Regions from separate parts of the Mus musculus genome. Here regions 1 and 2 are each linked to region 3. Evidence: chromatin contacts called from public HiChIP or PLAC-seq and promoter capture Hi-C data. All regions are on one chromosome and are shown on one strand. The core of a region is the stretch at or near the end of the contact, and the rest is flanking DNA. Distances in the headings are between cores, read along the strand shown.

Region 1 (4,555 bases), core at 1,810-4,309, 490 kb before region 3:
TTTGGGGGCCTTTTTTCCCCCTCGGCGTTTTGAGACAGGGTTTCTCTGTATAGCACAGGCTGTCCTGGAACTAGCTCTGTAGACCAGGTTGGCCCCAAACTCAGAGAGATCTGCCTGCATCTGCCTCCCAAGAGTGCTGAGAATTAAAGCCGTGGGCCACTACTGCCCAGCCCAAGCCTGTGTTTCTTCAGTGCATGGGCAAGGAGGGTGGTCCTGGGCTAAGGGCCCTCACTGAGCAGGGATCAGTGACATTCCATGGCTGGTCCTCGCTTGACCCTTGGAGGTGAACTCTCACTAGCCATACTCGTCTCTGCTACCTCCCTACCTGACCACCCAAGGGTCCCGTCGGGAGGCACATACCCATGACACGGGACAGAGGGACTTGTACACACGCCGGTACCACTCACACACGGAGACATCACCCCCCTTGGCCGTCATTGCCTTCTCACAGCGGTGGAAGTCTGTGAAGAAAAGAGGTTCCAAATCAACCCCGACTAAGCACATTTCAGAGGAAAATCCACAAATGCTTTTTGCTTTAAGATTGCTTATACATACAGAGGGAATGCAAACTTACAAGTACACCATAAAGAGCTATATACGCCTGACCTGGGCAGTTATATAGAACATTCTGGAGCTAGGAATGACAGCAAAGTATGAGGGGCATATATCAGAATTATGGAAGTCCAGACAGGGCTAGGGAAGGGGAAGGTAGTGTTGATCATATCTGAGGAAGACAGGACAGGTACCAGCGGGGTTTTTAATTCTTGTTAATGGTTAGTTTTTTGTTTTTTGTTTTTCTTTGTTGAGGGAAGGTCTCATGGGCTCAAGTAAGGCAGGGGCCCCAAATGTCTCTAGCAAAGAGAGAGGAAAGGGACAGTGTTTAAGACCGGGCCCAAAGCAAGCTGAGAGCAGAGTACTGGCAATATTCATTTTTATCCATGGATTGTGACTATGTCTGAATCAACTTTTTTTTTAAAGATTTATTTATTAATATATCAAGTACACTGTAGCTGTCCTCAGATGCACCAGAAGAGGGCGTCAGATATCATTACGGGTGGCTGTTAAGCCACCATGTGGTTGCTGGGATTTGAACTCAGGACCTTCGGAAGAGCAGTCAGTGCTCTTACCTGCTGAGCCATCTCACCAGCCCCTGAATCAACTGTTTACATACTGTATTTACTTGTATGTTGTGTGTGTATGTGGCACACACATAAGATGTATATGTAATTCATATATACATGTATAATTATATTCTTCAAAAAATTTATTGTTGAGACCAAAGTTTATGACCTGGAGAGCTAGTTTGAGGGGTCGGGCCCTCCAGAGGGTACGTCCAGAGTGAAGGAAACCAGGCTGGAACGCACATGTCCCTGCTCCCCAACTTCCTTTCTGAGGTTGGAGGTACATGGGAGACCCAGGCAGGCCCACTATGGTACTCTGCTTACCCAGGTAGTTCTGCCAACAGTTCTTAGTCTGGTTCTGGTTGGGGAAGCGGCTGTCAAAGGGGGCAGTTTTGTAGTTCTTGATTTTAGTCTTGATGTCTTCAGCCATCCTGACTCCTGGATGCAAACAGAGTGGGAATGTTGGCAACCATTCTGGAGGTGCTGGGTGTGGGGATGTCAGGCCAGAGCAGAATAACAGGCTGAATGTGAATAAACCATTATCTCCCCCTTCTTCACAAACACAGAAAGATGAAGGGCAGGGAAAACCCATATATCTGAGTACAGAAGCCACAGTAGGGTTGGACAGAGGTCTCCTTGGCAAAACCAATCTTCATCCTTAAATTCCAGTTAACGCTCACTGTGTGCACAGCACATACTATGTGTACTCTATACATACCTACCCCATGGCCACTCTAAAAGATATTGCTACCTCTGTTGTCTACACAAGGGACAGGGTGTCTAAATGACTTTCCAAGGTCACACAGCACCCAGTGATAATGCTTCATCCATCACCAGCAAAAACACTGCAAGGATTTTCTGGTGTCACCGGCTAGTTTTCTGGCGTCACACACTCATCTGAGGTCCAATGAACTCAAACTTTGCTCAGAATATGCCTAAATGCATTGTGGGATTGCCTAAGATGTGTCCCCCCCCACCCCGCTCCAAAAAAAAAAAAAAAAAAAAGCTCAAAGGACTTAACAAGTAAAGTACAACTGGAGGTAACCATGACTGAAGATTTGTGACTCTTGTAACTGGCATGTGTCAGGTATCTGTGATTTTGCCTGCTGACAATGGCCCAGGCTACCAAATCTATTGACGTTGCTGCCTCCATTCCTAATGGAAGTAAATACTGGAATTCGATTAGAACCCCACGCAAACCGCCCCCCCCCCAATCATTCAAATACTTTAGCTCCTTGAGTTTTATCGACTTCTCTCAGCTTTGATATGTCTGAAGAGATGACATAGTCAATATCAACAGACCTGAGAGAAACTGTCTCTAGAGCATCTGGGGGACCTTGACACCACAGAGGTGCCAGTGTCAACTGAAGTAGTCCAAACAAGTGGGGTATTTGGGCAGGTTCATTGAAGGAGGCAAGGTGGGCACGGGGGATTTAAAAGACTCAGTGTCGGAAGTAATTTTGGACAATATCTCGAGTTTTGAGAGTTGATCAAAGATGACGCTGAGGGGAAAGACACGAGTCAAGGCGACAGGCTTCGGCCTTGGAACGCGGGTGGCCACGCCTGTGAACTCGCAACTAAAAGCTCCACAGTCCAATTTACTGGGTCTAAATCCGAATTGCCTTATAGCCACGGGTAAGGCGCTTCACACTCCAGCCCCAACGCTATCAAAGGGGACTTGTAGGGCTGAAGGATGGAGTAATAGGGACTGCTTAGAAAGCGACCTAGCCATCATGAAGAAAGGCGGCTATAATGGTTAGCTCCAGGACACCGGACCCGTGGCCGCCGGAAGTTTCTGCTTGGCGTCAGGGAAGCCCCGGGGCGCTTCTCTGCAACGGACAAGGTTCCCCCAGGATCCCGACCCTTCACACTCACCTAAAGATTGTCCCGGAGTAGCGTTACTTCAATGTGACCCTTAGCAAAGACGCCAATGTCAGACGGGAAGCGGAATTCCGACTGGCCGGAAGCTGCGAGAGGAGGAGCCGAGCTGAGTCCTCCGGGCTGCTAGATTGGCCTCGGGAGGCGTGCCCAGAAACCGCTTTGGCCACGCCCACTTCCGAAGAAGCCCGACCTCCTATTGAGCTAAATTTCTGCTTATTATTGTTGCTGGGCCAATCGAGATTTTACTTTGCTCTTAAAAGGCACCTGACGTTCAATTATGGGTTATTATCACCTGCCTGTCCTTCCCAGAGGGAAAAGCATAAGACTGTCTTCAGAGTGGGAATGGAAAAGTGTCACAGATAATCTGTGTTTTGAAATAGGACTTCGCTGTATATCTCAGACTGGCCTCGAAATTTTGATCACAGATTACTAGGTGTTAGGATAACAAGCGTTTACCCCTGTGCCTTGATTCGAAAGTTATTTATATTTATTTATTTGGGTTTTCGGGATAGACAATCTTAGTTTGTGTTTTATTGCAGTGAAGAGACATCATGTCTACGGCAACTCTTTGTTTGTTTGTTTGTTTGTTTGTTTGTTTGTTTTTCGAGACAGGGTTTCTCTGTATAGCCCTGGCTGTCCTGGAACTCACTTTGTAGACCAGGCTGTCCTGGAACTCACTTTGTAGACTCAGAAATCCGCCTGCCTCTGCCTAACTAGTGCTGGAATTAAAGGCATGGGCCACCACGCCCGGTTTATGGCAACTCTTATAAAGGAAAACAATTAAGGGCTGGCTTACAGTTTCAAGTTTCGTCCATTATCATCATAATTGGAAGCAATGTGGTGAATTGCTCTGATCCTTGAGGGTTGCTGTTTCTGCTGCTTTTCTGCATAAACTGGAATCCAGAAGAAGTAGGCTCCAAAGGAAGTACTGGCAAAGCAAGTACCTGTCCCTTCTTCCATTGTCCTTATATAGGCCTCCAGCAGAAGATATGGCCCAGAATAAAAGTGTGCTTCAAGACCTGTAGGAGTCATTCCTCCTAGAGGTCTGGATCAAAAGCCTGTGTCTTCCAGCCTTAAGGTCCAGATTACAGGCATGTTGTCTTCCTGCCTCAAGTCCGGATTACAGGTGTTCCCTATGTTTCTGGATTATAGTTCATTCTATATATAGTCAAGTTGATAATTGAGAGTAGCCATCCACATAGGGGTTCTCTGTGTAGCCCTGGAAACTCATCTATCTATCTATGGGTGTCCTAGAACTCACTCTGTAGGCCAGGCTGGCCTCGAATTTTTATCTGCCTGCCTCTGCCTCCCCGAGTGCTGGGATTAAAGTGCTGACATGGGTTTAAGTTAATAGAAAGTTTTTATTAGGTCTCCAGTGATTACACTAGGTGTTTGGGATCTTGGTGTAGCACCAAGCCCTTTTTAGAGTGAATTTTTACACACAAAACCTGTATTCTGGATTGACATAATTCAGTTCATAAGATAGCTAGCTGGACAGTGGTGGTGCACGCCTTTAATGCCAGCATTTGGGAAGTAGAGGCAGGAGAATCTCT
Region 2 (4,744 bases), core at 1,821-4,320, 470 kb before region 3:
CTGGTGCTGGTCTAGACAGCCCGTCTCCCCTCGGTGGAGATTTAGTCACATGTTTACTATGTGACAAAAATCAAGAGTTCTGCCCTTCACAAAGCTTGCTTGTCAGAGGAAGTGAAAGATGACAAGCATAGTAAGCAGTGAAGAGCTGGCTAGAAGGTGCTGCAAGCTGGGGAGAATGCCAAGCTCTGCAACGACAAGTGCAGGACTAACTAGACTAGATCTGAGAGCATCCGACTGAGTACCGTGACGTGACTTGAGACCGTACGGAAGGACATGGTCAGGGATGTACTGAGTGAAGACAGTATCAGGATGGAGATAGGGATCTGCAGCAGGGCAGAGCCAGAGTTCTTGAACCCAGACAAGTGTGCCTGGCCAAAAGTGAGGTCTTGGTCCCCAACCTACCTGCTCGCCTCAGGAACATGGCCTCTCGAGCCTCAGGACTGTCCAGGTGACCACGATCGGCAGGGCCAAAGCCAACTGTGGGGAGGAAGAGATGAGGATGGTGGGAGGCAACCTTTGGGCACCCCCTTTTACCACCCTGCCTGAAACAGGACCCCTCATTTTGTCACTTACCTGGGCCCACAAAAGGAGGGCCTCCCACCATGGGAGGAACAACTGTGGCTGCAGCAGCTGCCCTGGCCTCCAGAGTCTGTTGGACCTATTGGGGAGGAGTTGTGGCTCAGAGATGCTGGCTCCCCTGGCAGGTTAATACTTTTACCCTTTATTTTATGGGTCTGGTGACCAGTCAGAGTCTGCTACAAGGTCTCTTCACTGGGGCTTCTGTCGCCATACTAAATAAAGCTATTTTTGTTGTTTTTGTTTGTTTTTCAAGACAGGGTTTCTCTGTGTAACCCTGGCTGTCCTGTGACTCCATCTGTAGATCAGGCTGACCTCAGACTCACAAAGATCTGCCTCTGACTTCCAAGTGCTGGGATTAAAGGCATGTGCCACCACCACTTAATAGCTTAAGCTTTTATTATTAATATCTCCCAGGATCAACTTTTCTGACTCAGTTCCCTACAGCACTATCTCCCATCCAAGGACTAACCAGGGCCCTGTGATTTCTGAGAGCAGGTATGTTCAGAGTGAGGCTGCAGACCCCACACTATCTTAACTAATGTTCGACCTGTTCTCCCTGTTGTCTACCTCTACCTTACCTAGATTATTAGCCTCTTTCTCCATCTCCTTGAACTCACCCTTGCTCTCTCTAGTATATTATCAAGACAGCCAAAGCTACATGCTTAACCTATAAGTTGGACCATTACCACCCACCTTAGAATTCTCTAGTAGTTCCTCATTTCATCTTAAAGTGGCTCAGAAGACCCTGCTAGATCTAGCTTCCATCACTGTTTTAATCTTCTCCATTTTCCCTTTTGTTTGCTCCTCTCTAGCCACTGACCTCTCTGCTGTTGCATGAACAAGACAATGCTGTCTCAGTCTTTGCATGGACAACTTTTTGCCTGGGATAACATCACTCCAGACATCTGCATGGTTCAGTCATCTCATTTATATCTTTGCTTTACTAATACCAGATCAAAAAGGCCTTCCCTGACTGCTAATAAAACTCTTACCACTTTGTAAGGTCAAAGAAACAACGGGAACTTTTCTGTTTTGTTTTCTCCTATACACCCCTTGCTTAGAACAGTGCCTAGTGCTGAGAAGGCACAAGAGTGCCTTTGATCTTTTTTGTTCCCTCCACAATGCAAGGGATTGAACCCACGGCTTTGACATGCCAGGCATGAGATTATTACTAAGCTGCATCCCAGCCCACCTAATAACTGTGAACAGAATAAACACGTTTTCTCTGCTGGTGTTCCTCTAAATAGTTCCCCCCTGTTTCCTTCTTTCCTCGGCTTCTTTCTTACAGCTGACTATTAAGCACCTGGAATATTATCCATGAGTCTTGGGAATGACAACACAGATATACATTTTAATATTGTTTTGGTTTTTTTGTGGTGGTAGTGGGCTTAGAAAATAGGACTCTGCCAGGCTAAGTGCTCTACCACTGAACTACACCCCAAATCTGTGAATAAAAACTTTCAAGAGATTTTTTTTTTTGTTTGTTTTTCGAGACAGGGTTTCTCTGTATAGCCCTGGCTGTCCTGGAACTCACTCTGTAGACCAGACTGGCCTCGAACTCAGAAATCCACCTGCCTCTGCCTCCCGAGTGCTGGGATTAAAGGTGTGCGCCACCATGCCTGGCTCAAGAGATGTTTATATAGAATAATCTAACACTGCAGAAAGTTCTACCGGACAGGCACTGTAGAATATTAGTTTCCAATGGATTAAATATACTGTCTTGCATCCTGAGTCCCTGGCACTTAAGTGGTCATGCCAGCCAAAACATCAATCGCTGTCCATAGATAAGCCCTTATTGGGACCAAACCATTCTGTTCTCCCGACTCAAGCTGTAGCTCTCACCTTACCTGTTGGTATGTGTTGGTGGCGATAATTGGGCGGATCACAGGAGCTGGGGGGACCTGCATCGCTTCTACCGTGGGCACCGCAGGCACAGCAGTTGGGATTCCGGTCACCGGAGCTCCCAATACTTCTTGCTCAAACCTGGGGGAGCGGGACAGATACCATAGGTCAGGTCTCACCAAGCCTGAGGTGCTGGGTACTTCTCCACCGCGCCTTCATCCCAGCTAATGCCTCCCCGCATCCCTCGGGTCCCACGGCCCCTTATGGAACCACATCTCAACCTTCTGAAGACCTGGAGGCTACAGGGTTAATTGGGTTTGCCCGGGAACAGCTTTTATTTCTCCTACTCAGGGCCTTACAGGGCCATCTCCGCCTCCATTTCTTTCAAGCGTTCCTCGCCGCTCTTGCCCGGGATGCCGACACCAGGCCCCGGGACCACCGGCCCTCCCGCCACCGGGAGTCCCGGAGCCGGCCCTGCTCCGGCCATCGCTGATGCCATAGCCTTCACCGCTCCTTCCAGCAGCCGCAGCGGGTTCTACGGTCGAGTCCCTGTCGTCTCAGGGTGGGAGCCGGCCGATGACGTATGGACTACCGCGACGGATGCGCTGCGTGAGGACGTAGTTTAAGAACAGGGGCTGAGACTTGGCCACACCCCCAGAGCGAGCAAAAGCCAATTAGAGTGTCGGAAAGTCAGGGCCCCGGAAGGGCCTCTAATCTGACAGACGCGGCTGTACGGATAGGCCCCGCCCTCGTAGAGAAAGGTGGGCGAATGAGAGCGAAGCAACGTCACTTTGACCCACCCCGCTGTGGAAGCCGGAACTTTGAGGAGGCACGGAAGTTCGGAGGTCCTTCCAGAAGTTTGTAAACACTGCAAAGCCAGGGTAGGAGTCTTTTGCACTCGGTGGACAGATACACTGCCAGGGGTCAGTTCATTATTCTTTTTTTGAATAAAATTTAATTTTACTGACTACCTCCATGGTTTTCTTTTTTTCATTTTGGGGTTTGGTTTGGTTTTGAGCCCAGGTATGGAACTTCCTAGGTTGACATAGGCTTTCAAGTGCTGGGATTATGGATACAGAACAAAATATTGGCTTTTAAAAAAGATTTATTTATTATTATATCTAACTACACTGTAGCTGTCAGACACACCAGAAGAGGGTGTCAGATCCCATTACAGATGGTTGTAAGCCACCATGTTGTTGCTGGGAATTGAACTCAGGACCTCTGGAAGAGCAGTCAGTGCTCTTAACTGCTGAGCCATCTCTCCAGCCCCCCAAATATTGGCTTTTATACTAGAGATATCTAGAGAGAAGTGTGGAGGTACATGTCTTTAATCCCATAATTTAGGAGATAGCCATGCAGATCTCTGGATTTAAGGTCAATCTACAGAGCAAGTTCCAGGACAGCCAAGCTTAGGCAATGAGGGAGGTGGAAAACAGAAAGCTGGTAATAGAATGGGGTTGGGGGTGGGGTGATGTTCCAGCATGTGGCTCTGGCTTTAGAGTGAAAAAGAGAAGAGACTACTGGGACAATTGATGCTGGTTAGCTGGAGCTAAGAAATTAGCGGTGATTAAGAAGAGACCAGCTGAGCCGGGTGTGGTGGCGCACGCCTTTAATCCCAGCACTCGGGAGGCAGAGGCAGGTGGATTTCTGAGTTCGAGGCCAGCCTGGTCTACAGAGTGAGTTCCAGGACAGCCAGGGCTACACAGAGAAACCCTGTCTTGGAAAAAAACAAACAAACAAACAAACAAAAGAGACCAGCATCTGGGGCTGTAGAGATGGCTCAGCGGTTAAGAGTACCAGATGCTCTTCCAGAGGACCTGGGTTCAATTCTCAGCAACCACATGGTGACTCCCAACCATCTGTAATGGGATCTAATGCCCTCTTCTGGTGTGTCTGAAGACAGTTTTTTTTTTTTTTTTTCTTTTGGTTTTTTGAGACAGGGTTTCTCTGTGTAGCCCTGGCTGTCCTGGAACTCACTTTGTAGACCAGGCTGGCCTCTGCCTCCCAAGTTCTGGGATTAAAGGCGTGCGCCACCACCACCCGGATCTGAAGACAGCTATTATGCACTCATACACATAAAATAAATAAATCATATATATATATGTACATATATATATAAAAGACCAGCATCAGTGAGGTGAAATCTTCTGGGAAGTATTTTTCTGAGGGCACAAAGAAGCTGTGTTCCAGAGACAGCCAAGGTTGTACCTCTTGTTGCAGCAGGACTTGGCTCAGCACCATGAAGAGAGCCTATGAATGAAGCCTAGTTGCAGTCAAAGACCCCAGTGTATTGGAGATGCCATTACTGTGAGATGATTAT
Region 3 (4,587 bases), core at 1,242-3,741:
ATCCCACAGTTAGGGGCTTGGGCATAGTTCAGTGGTAGAGCCCCTGCATAGAATCCTCCAGTGAGGGGCTGGGGGCATGGCTCAGTGGTAGGGCTCTTGCCTAGCATGTATATGGGCCTGGCTTTGATCCTCATAATTTCAGGAGTAAAAGAAAAAGAACAAGGTTTAGAGGAACCTCTAGTACTACCTTGTGGAGAGACCCCACTCTGCCAAGGACACTTCTGAGGTGGGTCAGCCACAGGCACCATCTCCATCAAACACCTACCCTGAGCACCCTGCTCCATCTTCCCCTGCCTGGCATGGCCTCCTTCCTCCCTCTTCCCTCTCTCCTTCCTCCCTGATCACTCCTTCTAATTCCAGGACCCCAGCAGCAGTACAGGGAGCCCAGAGTGTTGCACACTTCCATGCCCATCATGGTCTCACAAACACCATCAGCAGCTGCTGCAGAGGCTCTTGGGCTCTCACACCACCCACTTTACTGTCCTTTGAATCCCTTCAATCCATGCCACAGTTGATGAGAATGGAGCTGTCATCTCCAGCCCGTCACCTTTCCCAGGGCTGCCCTCACCCAGCACAGAGAGCTGCCTAGGGATGCAGGGACCATGCTCTGTGTCTTCTTCATCATTCTCCATCCAGATACTCCTTCCCTTCCCTGTCTCATAGACCCCAGCCCTGATATCTCTTGTCAATCATCAACTCCACAGGAAAATAAAAACTGTCCCAAAGGGATCAGGCTCTGCCCATCACCTGATGACCACTTAGCACAAGGTGAGGGGAGCCTGGTTCACAGAGGCCCACAGCTCATCTCTAGAGTTTGAGTTGTTATAAGCAGACACTGAATTCTAGGAGCCTAGACACCGGTGCTTATCCCTGGGCCCATACCTTCACTGCTTCCCACTGAGTTCCCCCCATCCCCCACCCCGCATAGTGACCATCTCCACTTAACAAAGAAAACAGATGATTAGACAGGATGCCATGTCCAAGGCCACACAGCTAGAAAGTGCCCAGGACTGAAATCAGCTAGCCTGACTCTTAGAGGGCAGTCAAGGATGGTGGTGGCAGAGAGTGCGGTGGGGACTGCCCCTGATTAGCCATTTGGTCCCCATGTACGGACAAGGTAGGGAAGGAGTGTGAGCTGCTGTCTCGGTCACGCCTGGGGTGGTTTTTCTGTCTCTCTCCTCTATCCGTCCAGGTCAAGTCCAAAGTCCCCCTTCTGCTCTTTTGCCCACAAAGCCAAGAGTCCCTGACATGAAGGACTATATGCCTGGATTTGGAGGGGTCTTGGGTCCTTGGTTCTTGGGCTTCCATAGTGACTGACCTGAATCAGAACACCTCTGGGTTACAACACGTATTTCATGCCCCAAGGCCCAAGCTGTTGCCTGTGTGTTCCATGATCCCAAACACCTCATGGAGGGAATATTAGTATCCATCCATACTTGACTGCAAGGAAAGGTGGACTGAAGCCCAGAGACGTGAAGTTACCTACCCAGGATCACACAGTAAAAGACAGCAGAAACAACCTGACTAGCTCTACACCCTTAACAGAGATGGCAACAGCAGCAGCCCCCACCTCAGCCCCCAGAAGATGACATGTTGTTGGTTAGCTGAGAAATCCCTGAGACCTAAGGGGAAACTGAGGCAAGGCACTAGTAAGGTCATATGGGGTAGCGGGGAGGTACAGCCACACAGAAGGGCCAGTTAATAGTTAATCAGATAGACGAGGATTTTGAGCGGGTGGTCTTGAGTCTGACAGGACACCAAGACCTGAGTACAGGCTGGGAGACGAAACAGAAGAGGGGTGCCAGGTAGGGCTGAAGCTGGGGTTCAGGGACGGGGGACTCACCCTCCTTCGCCATGTCAGGGACTCTTGTTAATGATTCCCAGGTTGACCTGTTGGGCTGGGGCGGAACCTAGGGACAGGAACAAGGAGGCATGGCCTGGGGGAGCCTGGCCTGGCTCTATCCTGGCGCCCCCAGTCCCAGGCTCCCATCCAGGGAGCAGCCGACCGTGGGCTGGGGCCAGAGCATGCAAAGACAGAGGTTGGGCCGGGGGTCAATAATGACAATGTGTGACCAGCCACCAGGGGGACACCTGGAGTGGCAGGTCAGAACACCGGGCGGGCGAGGTTGAACTTCCAGGGGACTTGAGGGTTTTGAGGGAGGAGAACTTGGGGGAGTCCTCAGATTTCTGAGTTAGCAGTGAAAGCAGGCTGGAGTAGTCTGGGGGTTTCTGGGATCTCTTACACGGGCTGCTGAACATCAGACTGGTGGGGGATGAGGGGCTTCGCATTCTGTGCCTTACCCTGGGGTTCGCCGGAGATGGTGCAGGTTTGGGGTTAGTCTCCGGGCCTGGGCAGGGGCATGGTGTCTGTCCCCACAGCAGCGGACAGCCCGGAAGGCAAGGGTGGCAGCAGCAGCCAGCAGCGTGGGGCCTGCCGAGCCTGCGGCCTCACCTGAGGAGGAGGGGGCTGGGTGGGAGGCGGGGACGGGGCGGGGAAGGGCGGACCCCAGGACAGGCTGCCACAGAGGCCACCTGGCTCATGGGGCGGGGCCCGCAGGGGTTGGACCAGGCAGGCTCAGTTACCAGCCAGGCCTCCCACGTCCACTGGGACTCAGGTGTGTCTGTGACAAACTTGGGGGCGCTCAGAGGCCCTAAGGCTAAGATTCCAAACTGGAGGAATGAGGTGGAAAGTTCTGACTGTCCCCGGTCCACCATGCTTGTAGCAATGTGGTCCTTCATTCGATTTTTCTTCCATGCCAGTCCCCTGCCCTCCACTGATCCAGTTCATACAGCTATGGGCCTCTAACCCTTCCTGTCCCTAGCGGGGCCCAGCCCTTCCCCCAGCCACTTTCCTACAAGTCACGGGGGTGGTTTGTTTTGGCAGCCGCTGTGCTGCCTGCCCAGTGACCTCTGGAGCCCGGAAAGTCCTGATAGGGGGATGGGGGCTCGGCCCTGAAAACGCAGCACTGGTTGCCCAGGCCCAGGCCGCAGCCAAGTAGCCGGAAGCAGCTAGACGCAAGTGCATCCGGTCCCACCAGAAGCCAAGGGCCACTAGTGTCAGACCCCAGACCTGAGCCAGATAAACAGCCCAGAAGGCCATCTACACCCGCGTGTGGCCCCGCTGGCATCTGAGTCACGACAGCTGTCCGCACACAGCAGGCTACCGGCTTGCCCTCTCTGCTGGTCCCTGTACCTCTTCCAGCCACGGACCTGAAGCCTCTCTCAGGCGGGGTCACACTGGTTCTGCCTGGCCAATGATCCTGGCTCTTCTCTTCCTCTTTGGTCTCCTGCTTACTTCCGTCTCTGCTCCTATCTCTTTCTCTCTGACTCCATCCATCCTTGCTCTGTCTTAGTGTATTGCCCTTCCACCCCCCCCCCCCCAAACTTTTACTCTCAGTTTTCAGAGTATAGCAAGACCTACAAAACCCTGACATACAGTTGTCTGTCCTGAGGATTCCAAAGCCACCTCTGTCCTGCGTCTTACTCCATGAAATAATGACTCTCAGAGTCCCAGCATTAACTAAGCTCGAAGCCACTTCAACAGCTCCGGGTGGCACCCTAAATGTGGCAGAGTAGTTGCTGCTTGCTGGGAATGAAGATTCCCAAGAAACATGTTTCATCACGAGGCCCAGTGGTCAGGGCTGAAGGATGTAGTGGGAGGCTGAGAGTGTTAATGAGAGAATAGAGACTCGAGTCCAAGAATCTTTATTTCATGAACAAAAACTACTTCTGTAAAGAGAGGAGGCCGAAGAGGCCCTTCCCAAGAGACCACAATTGAAGGCTGGTGAGAGAGGGCGGGTGGGCCAGGGCTAGGAGGTGTCACAGGAAGGGAACCCCAGGTCCAGCCGGAGGAAGCGGAGGGGAGATGAGGCCCAGAACCTCCTGCCCACTACTGTCCCTGTCCCGACCCCTCTTGACCCCATCAAGCAGGGGTGGGGCCGGCTGGCCTGGCAGTGCGTGTGGGAAGTGGCCTATGTGCAAATCAGCAAAAAGAAGGGGCGGGGCCTGCCCCCTCGCCTCACCGCCCCCTCCCCCAAACAGGCAGCAAAAGCAGGGTGGGGCGGCCATATTGCTTCACCCATCATGCATGGCGGTGGGAGGGTAGGTGGGAGGCGGTGGGTGAGGTGGGATCAGTCCCTGCCCGCTCCCACCCTCGTGGCTCCACTGCAGAACTGTGAGGCTGGGGAGACCGAAGGGCTGATCCCCACTGCCGGGGGAGGGTACCCACCAGGGGCTGATCCCCACTGCAGGGCGGGAGGGTACCCGTAGGGGCTGGCTCTTCCATGAGGCGGAGCCCAGAGCCTGCAGGGTAAGAAGTGGAGACTTAAGAGTGTGTCCCTGAGCCCTCCTGGCTGGCGATGCGCAGACCCGTCGGTCCATCAACCTTACCAGCGCTATTCAGCCACCTGGACGCCTGTACAGTTTTCTTTGCTCTCGGATGTAATGGCCAGGTATTCTGAGCTGTGCAAGGGAAGGAAAGGCAGACAGTGACCCTCCGGGCCCAACCCTGAATAGAATGGGATAGACTAGAGTCCCTGCCTTAGGCCCCCGGGCCCCCGAGATTAGAGAGGGCTGTGGACTGGGCTC

The links. HiChIP or PLAC-seq counts read pairs in DNA pulled down with a chosen protein or histone mark. Capture Hi-C pulls out chosen DNA fragments and counts their contacts.
Region 1: a contact with region 3 is called in an H3K27ac HiChIP or PLAC-seq map of microglia, with 6 times the contacts expected there. The contact joins the promoter of Cox6b1 here to the promoter of Hpn in region 3. A contact is called at or near these places in 1 of 39 promoter capture datasets (cranial neural crest), 1 of 115 datasets of contacts at active chromatin or transcription factors (microglia) and 2 of 9 other capture datasets (adipose tissue and liver).
Region 2: a contact with region 3 is called in a promoter capture Hi-C map of liver. The contact joins the promoter of Rbm42 here to the promoter of Hpn in region 3. A contact is called at or near these places in 2 of 39 promoter capture datasets (the 3T3-L1 cell line and neural stem cells) and 2 of 9 other capture datasets (adipose tissue and liver).

Annotation. Positions count from the first base shown.
Region 1 is chr7:30,623,055-30,627,609 of GRCm38.p6, forward strand. Cox6b1 (cytochrome c oxidase, subunit 6B1) reads right to left here and starts at 3,060. Exons shown (of 4, transcript NM_025628.3): 1 at 2,997-3,060; 2 at 1,446-1,559; 3 at 361-461. The coding sequence starts at 1,551.
Region 2 is chr7:30,647,158-30,651,901 of GRCm38.p6, forward strand. Rbm42 (RNA binding motif protein 42) reads right to left here and starts at 3,071. Exons shown (of 10, transcript NM_133693.2): 1 at 2,781-3,071; 2 at 2,427-2,562; 3 at 574-658; 4 at 403-477. The coding sequence starts at 2,920.
Region 3 is chr7:31,112,835-31,117,421 of GRCm38.p6, forward strand. Hpn (hepsin) reads right to left here and starts at 2,492. Exons shown (of 14, transcript NM_001110252.2): 1 at 2,302-2,492; 2 at 1,844-1,910. The coding sequence starts at 1,856. It overlaps Scn1b (sodium channel, voltage-gated, type I, beta), which reads right to left. Exons shown (of 6, transcript NM_011322.3): 5 at 4,390-4,461; 6 at 3,690-4,302. The coding sequence ends at 4,395.